Linked DNA regions of Sus scrofa: region 2 is linked to region 1. The links are chromatin contacts, called in public HiChIP or PLAC-seq maps. All regions are on one chromosome and are shown on one strand. Each heading gives the region's core, a stretch centred on a gene start, on an enhancer-like site or on the middle of the called end of the contact. The rest is flanking DNA. Distances are from core to core; before and after follow the strand shown.

Region 1 (6,644 bases), core at 1,182-3,681:
TCAGACATGGAGTGTCACAGGTCACACAATAGAATTACCCTCTTCTTGGGGCTGACACACTCAGGCACATGCTCCACAGTCCCTATGGCTAACGCTACCCTTCCCCCATCAAAGTTTATTTATGGAGAATGTTACCTCTAAATACTCACAAAAGGTCAGGTTCATTTTTTTTTTTTAATTCCATTTGTCCCAACATCAGTTTTTCTAATCCTGAGTTGTACCTAAAACTTACATCTATTACTAACTCACTTGAGACTTTGCCAGTCACTAATCTCTGGGCATCTCAGTTTTTGCGTCTATAAAACAAAAAAAGTTGAACCCAGTGATCTCTGTGGCTCCCTTGCACTATAACACTCCAAAATTCTGTCATTTTAAGCCAACTCAAAGTCAGTGAATACAAGTTCCTTTGCATTTATGGTACATTAAGACACTTAATGCCAAGGGCGAAAAAATCTGCTGCAGACAAAAAGGTCTCTTTGTATTGAGCAAGAACACAGTTGGTTTCTTGAGGACCTAAATTAGATTAAGATTCCTAATCTTGTTAACATACACCCTCAAGGTAATACCCAGCCAGAGTTTGGGGCTGGATAATTCACTGTGTGTCCTGTGCATTGTAAAACATTACACAGCATCTTAGGCTTCTACCTACTAGATGCCAGCCCCAGCTGGCAGCTGGGGTTGTCCCCTGCCCCTAGCTTTGACAACCAAAAATGTCTCCAGACATTGGCCAATAATCCCTGGGGAGCAAAGAGTTCCCTCCCCCATTCACCTCCATTTAGAATCACTGCAGTTCTGTCTACCAAGGCTTTAAGTAAGGTACATCACTTAAAAGTTGTTTTTGTTTCAAACAGATGACATTTACACAATTATTATTATTTAAGATCTAACAGAAAGTCAGATTTATAAAGCACATGTATCCCTCTTGGAAGATGTACAAAACCACTGTCTTTCTAAATCATTCACAGAACTGCCTTCCTGATAAGGGTTGAGAATTAGCAAGTATTTAAAAGCAATCACGTTTTTCACACTAACTTCTCTAGTGCACTTCACAATCAACCCTTGTGTACAATACAGACCTCAAGACAGGGCTTGTAAGAAAAACTACAAAATGCAATCATAGATCTAATCATTTCAGCTTTTTCTTCCCTCTCATGTGCAAAAGCAAATAACTAAACCATTTGTGAAAAGATTGCTGAAGAGTTCCAGTTTTGGTCTGGGGTTCTTTAAGACAGGAATTAGCAACCTCTCAGCACAATTTCCCAAGTATCTTTTCCTCCCCCACTTCAATCAGCCATCCAAAAGACATCCCCTAAAGTCTGTCCTCAGCCCAAAAGAACAGCAGCTGCCAGCTGCATGAAAACAGATTGAAGCCTGGAAATTGACTGAAATGATGACTACTCCTAACCAAACATCTTATTTTTCCATTTGTGAGAAAGGCTGGGGTTTGCAAACCTCCGGGTCTCAGGAGGTGAAGGCTACACTAATCAGCCAAGAGCAAAAACTCAACTCTCCCCGCTTTTAAAGGAAATCTCAGTTATAAACATTTTGGGGACTTTACAGAATTTCTTAAGTACATGCAATGTTTAAATTTCCACATTAAATATGTAAGATAAAAACAACTAAAAAAAAAAAAACTGTTAAATAACTTAGGTCCAGGAATATGAAAAAGGAATCATGAATAGACACAACTGTTACTTTTCAAAGAACCTTAGCTCTTTATTCAAACAAATATTTACACAATTGAGGGCAATGGTACCAAGGATATAGCCATTCTGTTAAAATAGTAGGCAACTCTAACGGTTTATTTATCCCCAATCCAACTACTCCGTTGCTATCCTACCAGAAACCAAGAATTCAAGTGTTCTCAGGGCAAAAGTTTAACTTTCCGAAACTGTGAAGTTCATTTAGACCTCTCCCAGCTGAATTCAGATAATGCTAGAATCTCAGAGGCATATCTCAAATGCCTAAATTAAGCCCAGCTAGGACGCTTAATGTTTAAAGTTGAAAATAAGTATCTATAATGAATACATTCATACAAGGAAGGGAAATGTGGCTGACATATATTTACACTAAAAGCACGCCCCAGGTTTATGCCTCTTCTCCTAGTTCCACTCCCAGCTGCCTCTGGCAGTGACTAGTTGTGCACTCTAGAATTCTTGAGAGCTACTTTAGAGCAGCAGAAGGAAGACTTCTAGGGATGAGGGCAGGGCCAGGCAGGAGGATTTCCAGCCTCTGGCAAGTCTACCAACAGAAAAGGCTGCAGGCGCAATTCTCTTTTTACATGAGAAAGGTGGATGGGTAGGCGCTGGAAAGCAGGTTCTACTTCCTAAGCTCTTTTAAACAGGAAACCCCAACCCTGGAAGGGACAGCCTGTCAGCCTTTTAATTTCCTGGCGGTGGCGGGAGTTAGCCAGGTCCGCGGCGCTTTAATAAGTGATGACTGCTAGAGCTAAGTTATTCAAGGTACCAGCAAACATTTCAGCCGCGCCTCGGCCATGCCGGGCGCGGGTGTAACAGGGGTTCAAAACATTTCCCACTTCCAGCCGCTATGTCTAGGGGTGCGGAGACCGCCATAACATACATTTGGAGCGGGGGAATCTAAAGCCAAATCGGAATCCGAGGCCCTGAGAGGTTCAAACTTGCGAGCCCCATTCTTGAAATAAAGTGGACCAAAAGCGCAGCTAGCTAGATATTTGGGGGAGGGGGTCTTCTCTGAATTCCGAGCCCACACCATCCAGCGGCGGACTCTCTCTTTACTCTGCCCACAGCGACAAAGCAGCCTACCCCCAAGTTTCCGATCCCTCTCTCCTTGAGTATACAGACTTCTCAGCAAAAGTTCCCTCCGGTCCCCCCCAAATCCGCCAGTTCCCTACAATAGTTCTGTGAGCTTCTCTTCTATCCCGCTGCTCCCTCCCGAGGATCCTCTCAACCGAGGTCTATCCATTCCTGGGGTTGGGCCCCCCAAAGCTGCGCAGCCCGGGCTCTGCTAACCCCAGCCCGGGCTTTTGTCCCTGCAGCCCGCAAGAAAAGCAAAAAAAAAACCTCTGCGTCCCCGGCACCCACTCACCGTCTCATCTTTCCTCGGAGCCGCCACTCTCCAAGGGCCCGGCTGCCCCTCGCCTTGCCTTTGCCCCCCTCCCCCGCCTCCCTCCCACCCTCCCTCTGGACCCGCCGCAGTTCCAGCCGCAGCCGTCCGGCCACTCCGGACTCGCGGAGCGCAGTCAGCGCGCCCCTCCTGGCCCCGGCGGCCACTGCCTCCTCTCCGCCCCCAACCCTCCGCCGAGCAAACGGGCGGCGACCAACTCGGCGGCGGGGGGAGGCAGCGCCCGGAGGGAGCGGCTCGGACGCGCGAAGCCGGCCCGGCCCCCTCCACCCCTCCTGCGGCCGGCCCCTCCTCACCTGGCTCTTTTGCGCGGCGGGGTCCCCGCGGCGAGGGACGGAAGGCGCGCTCCGGAGGCCAAGCCTCTGGGTGCGGTCCCCCTCGAGCCGCGGTGGTGGGCCCCGCGCGGCTCCGGTGCCTCGGCCCCCTTTGTAACCACCGCGGCGGGCACGGAGGGGCTCGAAACAGTGAAGTCGGTGAAGCTCCCGGCAGCTCGCAGTTGGGGCTTCTACTGCTGCAGGAGGGGTTTGGTTGGTCGCCCCATCACAGGGCGCCAGCTTCTCCAAGCCGCGTTTACAGCCAGCCGTGCAGTAGAAACTTTTGTCTCACTTACCGAAGTCTTTCTTAATGAGCTGGAAGAAGGGCGGGAGGGTACACGTCCTCGGGCGGCGATTTCTTCACCCAACGGTGAAGTTTCTACTGGGAAACTCCAGGTGACCGCACCTCCTCCCTACAGTTCGCCCGCGGGCAGGTACCCAACGTCAGAAAAGCAGCTTTGCAAAATCGCTGGGTTATTATTTTAAAATCCTTTAAAATAACTTACACTGATTTCCTTTTGGTTATTTCTCTTGAAAGTTTTTATATTTTCCAATGTGTTTTATTCTCAGTGGCTGCAACCAGTGAAAACAAGGCTGATGTGAACAGCGGGTGGGTGCTTCCGCGGAAGGCGACCAACTGGACCCAGAGCGGCCTCAGTCCCTCTCCGCACGCGGGAGTGTGAACCTCTGCCAAGTTCTGAGTGATTCTCTGGGCTTACCAAGACAAAGGTCATTGGCCCTCCAGTAATTCACAACAACAAGAAAGAGCACGATAAATTGCAAACTAATTTATGATCAGTATGGCTTTGGGCAAGTTGTTTTCACTCCCAGCCTCAAGGTCATCTTCTGTGTAGTAACAGTGATACCGATGTAGCAGGATGGTTAAGAGGCTTTCGGATAATGTATGCAAAATTCCTGACACCATGAGAGGCACTTAGTAGGCACTCAACAAATTGCTTGTTTAATGGACTTTTCATTTGGGCAAGTAAAAGTCTGACTTCTAGTTTAGGGGAGAAGTTCACCTACTAACTACTTGATGTCTTATAGAAATGTCTTCTTCCCTGTCCTGGTTCTTTTCCCCTCAGAAACATACAGGAATCAGTAGGACCACTTAGATGCGCCAGTAGTTCTCTCTTCTCTCCCACATCAACAATTTCCTCCTATTGAATCATCCCATCGCCATAAAATCATTTTATTTCTCCCACCTTAAAAGCAAAAAACTCTCTGGAATCCACTTCCCCCTCCAGCCACTTGCCTTTTTTTCCTGCTCAGCCACAGCAAAACTCCCTTAAAGAGTCTCTAGGAGGAGTTCCCTGGTGACCTAGCAGTTTGGGGAATCCCATGTTGTCTCTGCTGTGGTTCTGGTAAATGCTGTGGCATGGGTTCGATCCTAGGCACGGAAACTGGTGCGGCCAAAAAAAAAAAAAAAGTGTTTAAGAAAAGCTGTTTCCAAGTTTTCTCTTCGCATTTACTCTGATCAGGTTTTGCTTCTACTATGTCCTTTAGAAATCCTCCTAGGAAGATCAAACTTCTAAATTGGACATTTTTTCAGGGCTCATCTCACTCCAACTATTAGCAGAAATTCATGGTTAAATACCTTTTTCACCTGAAAACAATTTTATGTGGACTTCCACAACTTTTTCATTTCTTTTCTTCCTACTCCACTGCTTGTTCTTCTCAGTCTCCCTTGCTAGTCCCTTCTCTTTCCCCAGGGTTTGTGTCACCAGAGTTCAGGCTTTCAACCCCTCATCTATTTATACCCATTCCCTTAATGATCTCATCCTGTCTCATGGCACTAAAGATCACCTGTGTGGTAATGACTCCCAAATTTTACCTCCAGCCTGACCACCTCCCCTGAACTGCAGGCCCCAGGCTCCTGCCCACTTAGATGCCTACTAGGCTTCTCCCAGGTAACATCTCTGACACTGAAATCCTGAAATTCTTCTTTCCAATCCCCAATCACCACATCTCAACTGAAGTCTTCCTCATATCAGGCCAAAAACCTTGGTGTTATCCTTGAGTTCTGTTTCTCTCACATTTCAAATCCAATCCACCAGGAAAAAAAAAAAAAAATTAGCTCCACTTTCAAAATAAGTCCAATATTCAACTACTCACCACCTGCATCATTATCACTACCCTGGTCTGGCATCACGTCTTGACTTATCCTTGCCCTGTTTCTCCTTTTGCCCACCTGCAGGCAGTTCTCAACTCACAACCAGAACAATCCTTTTTAAACATTGAGCCAACTCAGGTTTGCTCAAAACCCTACAGTGGTTCACATCTCAATCAGAGTTAAAGGCAAAGGCTAAGAATGGCCTAAAAGGAAAATACATTATCTGTGGTTCTTTGACCTCAGCATCTACTTCTCTGACTTCAGTCACTTAGCTCCTGCCACAATGGCCTCCTCAGTGTTCCTGGACTAGATTCCTATATGGTATGCTGCCATCTTGGGGCCTTAATGCTAGCTGTTCTCTCTGCCTAAAATTCCTCCTCACCCCAAGTACCTGCATGGCTTGCTTTTGCACTTCCTTCAAGACACTGCTCAAATGTCACCATGTTCCTCAAGCTTACTCTGACCATTAAAATGAAAAAGCATTCCCCATACCAGTAAGCTAGCTCACTTCTTCCCTCCTCCTTCCTTCGACACCTATAATATTATAATATTTTGTTGTTGTTTGTTTGTATTTTACAATAGCACCTTCAGCATATGGAAGTTCCCAGGCGAGGAGTCGAATCAGAGCTGCAGCTGCTGGCCTACACCACAGCCACAGATCACATCAGATCTGAGCCGCATCTGCAATCTACAGCTTGTGGCACAGGTGGATCTTTAACCAAATGAGCAAGGCCAGAGATAGAAACAAATCCTCACAGACACTATGTCAGGTTCTTAAACCACTGAGCCACAATGGGAACTCCCCATAAAATGTATTTTTTCATATGTTTATTTTCTGACTCTCCTCACTACAATGTAAGTTTTCTGCAGGCAGGATTTTTGTTTGCCGCCTCCAGTGGTATATCCCCAGTACTCCTAGAATGATGCCTCACATGTACTTAGTGCTAAAAAATGAATGACTTTGACCCAAAGCATAATGGGTGTAAACACTTCCTGGCCTGGAACAATTCCAGCAATACTCTCAACTAGACAGATGTCTTGGAGACAGTTGCTCTCCCTCAAAGGCTCCGAGGAGTATATTTACCAACTAGACACACCTAGAATGGCCATAGTTA
Region 2 (6,644 bases), core at 2,006-4,505, 95 kb after region 1:
TTTATTAACAATCTTTGCGGGCTATTCTGCTAAAAGCAGTTCTCAGACTATACTTTGAAAAATGCTGCCAAGAGCATTGAATTTTCTGTGGTTTCCTTCATCAAAGACTCTTCCCAGACCTTTACAAATTCAATCCTTGTGGCCAAAAAGTAGCTTCTTATCTGTTTACTGCATTGTTTGCTTCTACGCTTAAACTCAGGAAAAATATGCTGGGAATCAGAAGTGTTTGATTTGCATGAGTGGGAGCAGACAGAGGAGGGGTTCTTGGCCTCAACTCAGAGTTCTCCTCTCTCCATAGAGAAAAGCCAAACTTACCTCATATATTTCAGCCTCCCCTTGGGTGTGCAGACCTGTGGGCCTCTGAAGAGAGCAGGCATGGAGGGGCTCTGAGAGGTGTTTCATTTATGAAATCCTGTCTTTCCCTGAAGTGTGTGGACATACAGGGAGAACAGATAAGTTCTCAGGGTGGAGGTAAGCCCTCAGAGGAAGAAAACCACCTTGTATGTTTTCTCGAGGGAAATTTTACCTGTTGAACTTGAACTAAGAAAAATGCTAACACAAAAACAAACACAGTCAAAAGAGAGTTTAGACTTGGCTGGATCCCTAACATAAACTTTATAAGAAATATGTCATTCTCAGTGTTCAGTTAGAACTGGGTTGACCTAGTCGCTTGTCAGCCCAGAGAACAGACAGCTGACAGCTTTCAAAAGCTGTCCAGCTTTGTCATGAATACATAGGCACAGAAACCTATAAACTTTGTCATCTAGAAGCCACTCACTTGCATGAGTTTACTTTTCTTCCTCTTCTCTTTACGGTAAAAAACAATTTATTAAAAAAAATAGATCGGAAATATAAAATTAAGTGCTTTTGAAAATACAACTTGTAGAACTTTCCAGTATTGCATTGGAAAAGATTTTCTTCTGACCAGGGTCTCCTTTTGAATAGTAATAATAACAATGATAATATCATAGATTTTGAGACCGTTTAAATGTATTTCTTCCTGGTAATGCAAATAGACAGAAGTTCATGGTTCGAGTAAGAGAGAAGCAATAAATTCTCATAATGATGGAAGCCTTCTATTTTAGCATTTATTCTGGGGGGGTTGGAGGTAGTCAATACCAAATTCAAAGGGTCATTTGTTAATAATACAAAGTAAAAAAAAATTGAACAGGGAAAAATTTCTCTTTATAGAAAAGCTGGTTAATGCTTATGTTTGAGGCAGGTGAAAGCAAATTTAAGGATAACATTTTAGGTTCGGAGATACTTTCTGAAAAGAAACATTTTCTTTCTGTTATGAATTATGTCTCTCCCCCCCCCCCATAGATTCTGACGTCCCTATTCCCAGTACCTGTGGAAATGTTATTATTTGGAAACAGCTTCTTTGTAGAAGATCAAGTTAAAATGAAATTATTAGGGTGAACTCCAATCCAATGTGACTGGTGTCATTGTAAAAGATGATGTTTGGACACAAAGACGACTTAAACCCAGAGAAAATGCCATGTGAAGATGAAGGTGGAAATCAGGGTGATGCACTGTAGGCCAAGGAACACCAAAGATTTCCAGAAGACCACTGGAAGCCAGGAAGAGAGGCATGAAAACGATTCTCCCCCATAGCCCTCAGAAGGAAAAAACCTGCCTGCACCTTGGTCTTGAAATTCTGGCCTCCAGGAGTGTGAGACAAATATCCATTCTTTCAGCTGCTCCATCTGTGGTACCTTGCTACAGCAGCCCTGGGAAACTAATAAATTTACAGAGACACAGCATCTTCTTCCTCAAGGCCATGGACTGCCCAGAGACCGGCTTTAGGGAGTTGGGCTATATCGGAACGGCCACCAAAAAGGGACCAATGGAGTTCTTGGGGCTCAGCAGTTTAAGAACCTGAAATAGTGACCGTGAGGATACAGGTTTGATCCCTGGCCTTGCTCAGTGGGTTGAGAATCTAGCATTGCCGCAAAAGTGCAGCAAAGATTACAGGTGTGGCTCAGATCCAGTGTTGCCATGGCTGTGGCGGAGGCTGGCAGCTACAGCTCTGCTTTGAGCCCTGGCCAGGGAACTTCCATATGCCACAAGTGTGGGTGTAAAAGAAAAAAAAAGGTTGGTGGGGGGGAGACACTGAACACATGTCTGTGAGCAGTCTTGCAGGAAGGTTCTAGATGCCCTGAGATTGTTGGGCTCCATTTCTCTGCTAACTCCCACCGAAGCCCCCTTTCCAGACTTTGCTCCAACTTACTGGATTTGTACCAATTACTCTTTTGTTCTCTTCTCTGTAGGTGATCAGATCCTTGATCTAGGATTTTTGTCATTGCCTTGTTTTGCTCATCTTCCAGGAAGAGACTTACAGCATGAACTGGCAAGTTCCAGGGTTGAGATGTCAGATTTTCACTCTTGGTTTCCAATTCCATCTTTGTGATATAAAAACTGTGTAGTATTGGCGAGTCACTTCCTACCTCTGAATAGGGTTTTCCGTTTGTGAAATGGTGCACTAACATAAGCACTCATGGTAATCCTATAATAGCATAAGCTAGAGTGTTTTGTACACACGTTGTGTTTCCTTTGTTCTATAACTTGGTGTGTGTGTGGTGTGTCTGAGCCACAAAAATTGTTATTTCCAGAAAAAGATACATAGCACGAAAGTCACAGAGTCTCAGAGGACAGCCACTTAATAGTTGCATTAAAAATAGTAACAAATAAGTGTTAAATTAAATTCACAAAATATTACTAATTGGTAATCGCTGAGGAAAAGAGTGTACACATGGACATATACACTGGGAAAATAGAAGCAAAAGTAATGAGCAAACAAAGATCTAAATACTTGCTGAGAGATGATAAGTGTTTCCCCAGACAGCATTTCTACGTCCCAAAGGAGCTTCGTATCTGGAAAAATACATTGATGATGTAATGAGAACCCTTCCCAGAGGAAGCACCTTCTGCTGAGGGAAACAGGGGCCTCTGGATGCAACCAGTGATTTTCAGCTGTGCAGCTCTGGCCTGTCTTTCTCATTACCTCAGTTTTCCGTTTCTAAACTGATGATTCTGCTCCTTTCTCTAAAATACTACCTAGGAATACTGGAAAGTGAAGTCAACTTTGTGAAATTATATGAGAGGCTGGAGAATAAAGTAGCTAAAATTCAACATAGCTTTAATGGGTGAATTTATCTTTATCTTCTAAACTGTTGAGATACTGTGGTGGTCACCAGTCAAACATACCCAACCCAGCAGGGTTCTTAATCTCTCTAACCCATCTGTGTTTCATCAGTTCGCCTCCATCTGCCCAAACACTTACTGAACAGAGCTGCTAGGGATTATACAGCTTTGAGATGGAACAGAACACCGAGGGTTGACGGGAAACGTTTAAAGGCAGCAGGTTCTAACCGCGGGGCACATCCACAATCCTGAGTCTAGTGACAGTTTTCACAAGTGCAACTTTCAACTGGGGACATCTCGGAGATGAGGAAACCAGTTTTCTAACATCCCTGTCCCCTGAACATGCTTGGACACCCTTCGGCATGCCATCAGCACTTTGTCTCTGTTATTTTGGGAATACATTGATGAGATTCCACCAAACGCTTCATCTAGAACTACAAAATATTCAGACTGGGGAAAGGCTGATGATGAAATGTATTTGGGGAGTTCCCGTCGTGGCGCAGTGGTTAACGAATCCGACTAGGAACCATGAGGTTGCGGGTTTGGTCCCTGGCCTTGCTCAGTGGGTTAAAGGATCTGGCATTACCATGAGCTGTAGTGTAGGTTGCAGACACGGCTAAGATCCCACGTTGCTGTGGCTGTGGTGTAGGCTGGCGGCTACAGCTCCAATTAGACCCCTAGCCTGGGAACCTCCATACGCCGTGGGAGCGGCCCTAGAAAAGGCAAAAAGACAAAAAAAAGAAAAAAAAAGAAATGTATTTGGCTGTGGTCTTGTGAGGTAAAAAGAGTGGTCCTTATGATCTCGTGATGTTGGAATATGGGGGAGGGTGTTATCTGACAGCTCAGATAAGAAAGGCATTGGACCGAAGTGAAAATGTTTATTGGGGCATTGGGCTCTCTCCTAGATCACCAGGTCCTAATAATTTTCATGGGCTTCCCCATCCTCCTTTCCACAAGGGTGCTTAAAGGAACTTAGAGGAAACACATTTTTCTCTCTCCCATAGACCAAGCCACATCCAAACACAGAGACTTCCACACACAGTATCAAGGTCATTTACGTGTTAAATAAAAGTCAAGCCCACAGGGTTACTGATGAGTGCTGCTCTTAGGTCATAAATAAAAGTCCTGTTGCATGTGGATCTTCACTAACATCTGGCAACACTCACAGCTGCATGTCTGACCATGGGTCAGAGGCGAAAGGGAGGCAGCCGTTCACTGAAGACACTGTTTTCATTGGTCCATAATTAAAAACTCAAGAAATTGCTCATTGGCAGCCAGAGGGCTCCTTGGGTGTTTATGAGTCTCTTCCTCTGGCAAAAATGAGAGTGGGAGTTGGTTCGATGGTATGCTGAAACATTCCAGACATGAATCTAAGTATTGTCTCTGAGGATCTCTGCACGTAGGCCCAGCTAGACAATGCAAAAGATGCTGGCTGGGCAGAGCAAACTCCAGGAATGTAGGTGGTTTGGGGTGATGAAGTTTCACAGGAAGACATTTAAGTCCCTGGCAGTTGTATGGACCATTGTTCAGCATGGATCCCTTAACACTGCTATGGTGGTCGTTCATGTATTTGTGGCCAGATCAGAGGCTGTGGGTGGGGGACTGGCTGGCTAGCTGCTGGGTAGACATGCACCTATCCAGAGCTCCCAGTTGTCCCAGAATTCTTGTGGCCATTGAGGTCCATTGTTTTCTTTCATGGGTTCAGCTTTGGTCTAGGAGAGGGAAGGGTCATTTTAGCTCATCTTTTTATCACCAGTGCTCTCACCAGCTGTCTCTGACATTGTCTTCCTGTACAAATATATTATAACTTTATTCTGCTGTTTACAGAAAATAATAACCCAACTTCAATGTGAAAAACATTTGTTACAAACTGTATGTAAGTAGGTAAGGGCCATTGAATCCATATAGACTCAACATGATTTTATGTGTTTTTAAAGTATTATTGAAGTGTAGTTAATTTACAATGTGTTAATTTATGCTGTACAGCAAAGTGATTCAGTTATACATATACATCCTTTATATACATTATATTCTTGCTCTTATTCTTTTCCATTACAGTTTATCATAGGATACTGAATATGGTTCCTTATGCTACACAGTAGGATTTTGTTGTTTTTCCATCCTATATGTAATAGTTTGTGACATAATTTTACGTTAAAATCTCTTGGTTCTTCTCCACATATGGTATCACTTCTTAACTCAACTCCATGCAGAAATTCTATTGTATTCCTATGACCCAGTTTCTAGTTACGATCATCTAAAATTCAATGAGGTAACTTGCCTGGACATTACTCAGATTATTAACATAATTTATTTCCCTAAGCCCCCTTTTTTTTTTTTGGTCTTTTGTTGTTGTTGTTGTTGCTATTTCTTGGGCTGCTCCCGCGGCATATGGAGGTTCCCAGGCTAGGGGTTGAATCGGAGCTGTAGCCACCAGCCTACGCCAGAGCCACAGCAACGCGGGATCCGAGCCGCGTCTGCAACCTACACCACAGCCCACGGCAACAGCCCACGGCAACGCCAGATCGTTAACCCACTGAGCAAGGGCAGGGACCGAACCCGCAACCTCGTGGTTCTTAGTCGGATTCGTTAACCACTGCGCCACGACGGGAACTCCCGTCTAAGCCCTTTCTAATAGGGGAAAGTGTATTTGCTGCTCTCTACTCTTGCTTTTTCCTAATTTTCTTTCTTCGTTAGGTGAATCATCTCTCCTGATTCTGCTTTTCTTTTTTTTTTTTTGGTCTTTTTGTCTTTTTTTTTTAAGGGCCACACCCGCAGCATATGGAGATTCCCAGGCTAGGGGTCCAATTGGAGCTGTAGCCACCGGCCTACACCACAGCCACAGCAACACTGGACCTGAGCCATGTCTGCAACCTACACCACAGCCACAGCAACACCGGATCCTTAATCCACTGAGTGAGGCCAGGGATTGAACCTGCATCCTCATAGATGCTACTTGGGTTTGCTAACTGCTGAACCACAATGGGAATTCCTGATTCTCCTTTTCTAATTTATCTTCCTATCCTCAGCTTTTAGGATATCCCACCAGCTCTTTCCACATTCTACCTGCTTCCCCTATACAACCCAATTCATATACCTCTCAACCTAGTACTTAGAAAATCCAGCCCAAGACATTATAAAAATTGTCATCTCTAAGACAAATTAGTGGCCATATTAAAAAGTAATTGTTGGAGACTGGCAGCTACAACAAAACATATTTTTCATTGCTGGTAAAATCAATGGGCTTGTGACAATAGCTGTTGAGAATGGGATCAAAGGGATCATAATTTTTACTGCTTGCTGGGCTTTCACTCTGTGTTAGGCACAGTTCTGAGCACTTTATATGAAATATTTAATCTCACAGCAACTAAATGAAGTCACAATTATTATCCTCATTTTTCAGATAAAGAAAATATGCTTTTTATGCTTCACCAAAGCAGGAAGTGGTAGAGTGACTTAAATCCTGCACTGCAAGAATTTGAAACCAAACCAAACCAAAC

The links. HiChIP or PLAC-seq counts read pairs in DNA pulled down with a chosen protein or histone mark.
Region 2: a contact with region 1 is called in an H3K27ac HiChIP or PLAC-seq map of skeletal muscle, with 5 times the contacts expected there. The contact joins two enhancer-like sites. A contact is called at or near these places in 8 of 47 Hi-C or Micro-C datasets (embryonic fibroblasts, fetal heart ventricle, heart right ventricle and 4 more) and 1 of 2 datasets of contacts at active chromatin or transcription factors (skeletal muscle).

Annotation. Positions count from the first base shown.
Region 1 is chr13:147,896,575-147,903,218 of Sscrofa11.1, forward strand. The region is part of intron 2 of PHLDB2 (pleckstrin homology-like domain family B member 2); the gene reads right to left. Among named protein-coding and RNA genes, the nearest start is that of ABHD10, 120 kb to the left of the region's middle. Within about 2 kb of position 2,432, at least 64 of the 83 cell types and tissues checked have an H3K27ac peak or open chromatin away from gene starts, as enhancers often do. A contact at or near this core is called in omental adipose tissue and skeletal muscle, where this site is marked.
Region 2 is chr13:147,990,931-147,997,574 of Sscrofa11.1, forward strand. The region is part of intron 1 of PHLDB2 (pleckstrin homology-like domain family B member 2); the gene reads right to left. Among named protein-coding and RNA genes, the nearest start is that of PHLDB2, 32 kb to the right of the region's middle. Within about 2 kb of position 3,256, at least 4 of the 83 cell types and tissues checked have an H3K27ac peak or open chromatin away from gene starts, as enhancers often do. A contact at or near this core is called in omental adipose tissue and skeletal muscle, where this site is marked.